2 separate regions of the Arabidopsis thaliana genome follow, and region 1 is linked to region 2. A link is a contact called in public capture Hi-C data. All regions are on one chromosome and are shown on one strand. The core of a region is the stretch at or near the end of the contact, and the rest is flanking DNA. Distances in the headings are between cores, read along the strand shown.

Region 1 (2,700 bases), core at 121-2,620, 390 kb before region 2:
GGCCTTGAATATCCAGGTTTCTCACGGTCTCGTCGAGAACCCATTCCAAAGAGTGGATCCTGATCATCATCGTCAATATTATCTTCTGAACCATACCTCTGCCTAACGAGAGAAGAGGGGTTGTATGCAGAATTCATACCATACCCATTATAACCTGTAGCATATGGCCCAACAGACGTTTTAGCAAAAGGAAACTTCGGTTTTGACTTCGGTTTACCATATAAATCCTGTTCTACAGCCGCCAGCTGCCGCCTAGGAAATTCCAAACCTGAATCAACACCATAACCAGCATGACGGGCCAATTTCTTTTGCGTAGACTTCCTATCCTTTCCCTTTCTTCCCCAAGGCTTATCAAAAGGTTCGTCCTTCTCTGATGAATCATCCTCAAAATCATCCTTTTTCTCACGCATCAGAGTCTTTTGGCTTTTCACAATATTCAGGACACGGAGCTTCTCATCGATACTATACCCTTTACAACTTGTCCAAGCATCCCTCGTCTGACAAAGATTCACCACCATGTCATTATGATACTTCCTCAAACTATGATAATGTTTGGTTCGTAGAAACAAACTACGTCCTTCAAGATAAAGCGTATTCCTGGGTTCACACTGCCCACCCTTCAACATATCAAACAGTTTCTTAACAGGACTACCAAAGTGGAAATTGCAACCCTCGAAAAGCTCTTTCAAAGTACGCATAAACGTAAGCTGATCAACATCAGGTAGATAACTCGAGAGACTAAACCTCTCTTTCTCAGTGAGACACTCATTCCAAACATCAACAGAGAGTATATCTTCAAGACTAGGGAGATCATACAACTCAAAAGGAATACTACAAGTAACATTCCCAACTTGACAAAACTCAGCACCAGTTTCCGCCAATTCAAGCAAATCAAAATCATCAGAACCTGCTCCAGAATCATCTTCATCAAAATCATCATCTTCATCCTCCGAATCAACATTATTCACCACTGAGTTTTTACGTCTTTCTTCGTAACTTGACATAGAATCACCACTACCATGAGAGTACTCTAGATCAAACCTCGAAACCTTGACGTTACTCTTCTCGATCGCCATCACCACATAACAAAACCCCCAATTCCACTCAACAGAAACAGTCCTATGATTCTTTAACCCTAAACACAAACGCAAAGCCCAGAACACAAAATAAAAATCAAAACTTTAGAAAATCGAATAAGAAAAAACAAAAACTTTACAGTACCAATTGAATCAAAATCAAAGATTTTCGATGAATTATGATCGGAAGTACCTTAATTGTCACCAAAATTGAACAAAATTGAAGCTTTTAGGACTCTGCTTCAGCAAAATAGAAGAAGTTGTTCGAGGAGGAAGAAAAAAGGAAAAGAGAGATGAATCTGGAGGAAACCCTAGAGAAGGAACCGTATAAATAACGCGATAAACTTAAAGGAGGAGGAGAAGACGGTGACGGAGAGAGAGAGGGTTGATGAAGAAGACGAAGGTGACGTGGAAGGAAGCATAGCCGTCAGATTAGTGAAGGTTATGTGAAAAGACGAAAAAGGGTAAAGCCACAGAGACTTAGGGCATAGTAGGACGAAGAAGACGGTGAAATTACAACAAGGAAAAAAAAAAGTTTTTGGGAAAGAGAGTGGAAGAGACGGTCCGAGTTTATGTTTTGAGTCGACTCGGAGCGAGTTGATACGAGAAGAGAGACGAGTCCTCGTGGCACACTCTACTACGACGTCGTTTTCAAACTTACTTTTGCCTTTTTATAAAAACATTTATTTTGGTCAACTAAAAAAACAAAAATTAAACTATAACCATATTTAAACTCATATTGGCTCTCTTCTCTTTCTACAATCTTTCGAGAGGAAGGCTTCTGGTAATCGTTTTTTTGTATTTCCGGTTCCGATGTAGTCCGGATCTTGTATATTTTCTCGTCTTTGTACGAGACAAAGAAATTCCGATTTCTAATCGGATATTTTGTCTACCGGTTATCACCGGTCTTTTCTTTCGCATCTAGCGGGATCGATCTCCATGTCATCTTTGCTCATCCATTGATTTCGCGGTTTTTCTTCCAAGATCTCTGTTTTCTCCCTTTACTCGAGGAGTAAAATCTTTATCACTTCCGTTTGCTCAAGATGCACGAGCAAAGTTGGACTCAGATTACATCAATTTGGGTGTAATCGGTGATGAAGCTTCCCCGAAATCGGTGATATCAAGAGATTTTTGAAGCAGTTTCAACAATTCAATCTGATAGATTTCGATGCTTTTCGTTTGGACAGGAGATCGGCGGAAGGGAGGAGAGTTTATCCATCGCCTTACAGGTAGCTGGTGGTGGCTGACCGGAGTTCGGCGATGTCCGGCGAGTTGATGACGGTGCGTTTTGACATCCGACGCGTGGATTGGAGGAGTACACGTCTCTACACGTGTTGGCTGCTAAATTAGGTTTTACTTTGGGCCGTTATATTCGCTTGTATCTTTATTGGGCTTTATCCCTTCTGTAAATTGCCCTCTGGACTTATGAATACAATACTTAGCCGACAAAAAAAAAAAAAAACTCATACTGAAGCAACCATTAATAGCATTTACATTTACTTATAATTTTCATTAAAAAGTTTATTTATGGATATTCGATGACACTTTGCCAAAAAAATATAAAAATAATAATAATTCAATGGTAATTATATAATGTCCAAATTTGATAAAATTTCATTTATAT
Region 2 (2,700 bases), core at 182-2,681:
ACTAACTATAGAATCGGTAACAGAAGTTGCCCTAAATCTCCAACAAAGATATGTTCATTAATTGCAATAATTTATAATCCTTACAAATTTAAAAAACACTATACATTATATAATAGGATTAATTAGTTATTGGGCAAACTAGTGGATATGTGACTTCCGCAAATCAATCATCTAATTTATCTAAAATTTTTTTGTTTACTCTATATTTTCATAAACTGCTACGTTAGGAAATATGTGTCTATATCACCTATCAAGTCAAATTAACTATAACGTCAAAAAGAAAAAGGTCGAACTAACCATAATTTCAACTCTCGACTTATCCTGAATACATATTATAATTATATAAAGAAATACAAATCCCTTTTTCCAATAAATTACAAGATCCGTTAGCAAGAAAATAAAAAAAATTGTGGATTGATTTACATGCAAATTTTTATAAACTTTTTGAGTTGAGATTTATTAATAAACTATTAGATTTTTAAAAGCTATGAAGCTACATTGGATTGATCTAGTTTCTTATCCATGCATGTGACCTCCGCTATGAAATTGACCAAACATGTTACATCTTCGACTTTATCCTAATTTAAAAAAAAAAAAAAAACAGAAACCAAAATGAAATGGGTTAAAATTTATAATAACAAAGATAATGTCATTTTTTTATTTGGCCGCAAAAAGTGTCATTTTCTTATGTGAAAGCATATATATATATAATTTTTTTTTCTAGATCATTAAAATGGGCATGTTCATTGCACTCTATTTATTTTCGATACGTCCTCATTCTTTTCATTTAAAAAATAAATATATTAATGCTTTTGAACCGACAGTTTTTTACATGACATTACTAAAACTGCAAAAGTAAGTTACAGTCAAATATTTGTTTAGTCCATACTATACTATTAGAACCATGTTTATTTGATTTAAAACCATTGAGAATTTTTGGATGACAACGTTATTCTTAGAAAATTAAAGTTACTAAATACTCCCACTTAATATTTAGTAGTAGAAAAACTTATTCCACTTTTAGTTTCTTCAACGAATTTGTTTATGGTCTTAGCCTCGTAGGTAGATCCGGAATAAATGGGTAAAAGCTGGTTTCCTTCCGTTGTTTCACTTAATAGGTAGAGGTAGAGGAACAAAATCTCTTTGAATGACGTGATAGGAGCACAATAGAACTAGTTGTACTTGTACGGTTATACTTTCAAAAAAGAAAAAACCATAGTTCAAATATCATCTCTATATAGGAATTTGGTTTTTATAATATATTCCTCAATTTCCTTTTCTTGAATTTTTCATTTTCGTACTTAGTTTTCTTTGTTAAATAATATTTTATGTAAGTTTTTTTTTTGATAAAAAAATATATGAAGTAAGTTGACATTAAATGTTTCATATTTTGACATGGGATCAATCCAAGAGGCCCATCCAATTGACGGATAACAGTCACTCACTCCTATAACTGTCGGACCCGCATCACTCTCTATTTATACACACCTGCCTTCTCTCACTTTTCTTCATTCATTTCATACATATTTGTCTCTCTTAAATGTGTTTATTTCCCCTTTTGTAGTAACCACTCAAAAGGTTTTACTTCACTCAAAAATGGCTTTGTCTCTTATCTTTCTAGCTCTCTTAGTGTTGTGCCCTAGTAGTGGTCACAGCCAACGTTCTCCTTCACCGGGATACTACCCGAGTTCCCGAGTACCGACTTCACCTTTTGATCGTGAATTCCGTACTTTATGGGGCTCTCAACACCAACGTAGAGAGCAAGACGTTGTCACTCTTTGGCTCGACAAATCCACTGGTCTTTTTCTTTCTTTACTTTTTTCGTTTTCAACCAAATTTGAGTCCATGTTATAAAATGCACTAAGAGATTATATGCTATTCATTATGAACAGACCATTAAAATTAATGAATGTACTGATTAGAATCAATTTAGTAAGTGGTGATAACTTTGTCAAACCTCACTCAAGTTTCTAGTGTTATTTAATACACTGCACGACTTGTAGGACTGTGTCGGTAGCTTATATTTATTATTTTTATTCCCAATTAGTTATTTTAATCATACTATCATTTATAATAATCATTTTTGTCGTATGTAATAAATTGATTTTATTGACTAATTAAATATGAGCATGAACAGGGAGTGGGTTCAAGTCTCTTCGTCCATACCGGTCGGGCTACTTTGGTGCTTCCATTAAGCTCCAACCAGGCTTCACTGCTGGAGTGGATACATCCCTCTATGTATGCATATGATCGAACTGATTAATTAACCACCTAATAATTATGTTGTTAAAGGGTTACTAAATTTCAAATTCTAACAATTTTTCGATCTTTAGCTCTCAAACAACCAAGAGCATCCTGGAGACCACGATGAGGTCGATATCGAGTTTCTAGGGACAACGCCAGGGAAGCCTTATTCCCTTCAAACGAATGTCTTCGTTAGGGGAAGTGGCGACCGAAATGTCATTGGAAGAGAAATGAAATTTACCTTGTGGTTTGACCCTACTCAAGATTTTCACCATTACGCAATTTTGTGGAACCCTAACCAAATTGTGTAAGTCAAGAATTCTTATGTTAAGTATACGCATTTTCTAGTTGTTTGATATACTAACTTGGACGATTTTTTCATGTATAAAGATTCTTTGTAGACGATGTACCGATACGTACATATAATAGAAAGAATGAAGCTATATTCCCCACAAG

The links. Capture Hi-C pulls out chosen DNA fragments and counts their contacts.
Region 1: a contact with region 2 is called in a capture Hi-C map of root, with 3 times the contacts expected there. A contact is called at or near these places in 3 of 26 Hi-C or Micro-C datasets (root, rosette leaf and seed embryo) and 1 of 3 other capture datasets (root).

What each region holds. Positions count from the first base shown.
Region 1 is chr3:16,839,653-16,842,352 of TAIR10.1, reverse strand. It overlaps AT3G45820, which reads left to right and starts at 1,370. Exons shown (of 4, transcript NM_114451.1): 1 at 1,370-1,401; 2 at 1,460-1,517; 3 at 2,002-2,190; 4 at 2,264-2,323. The coding sequence starts at 1,370. The coding sequence ends at 2,323. AT3G45830 (nuclear factor kappa-B-binding-like protein) reads right to left here and starts at 1,701. Exons shown (of 3, transcript NM_001339221.1): 1 at 1,270-1,701; 2 at 1-1,135. The coding sequence starts at 1,076.
Region 2 is chr3:16,447,575-16,450,274 of TAIR10.1, reverse strand. It overlaps XTH31 (xyloglucan endo-transglycosylase-related 8), which reads left to right and starts at 1,431. Exons shown (of 4, transcript NM_114368.3): 1 at 1,431-1,798; 2 at 2,138-2,238; 3 at 2,334-2,551; 4 at 2,635-2,700. The coding sequence starts at 1,597.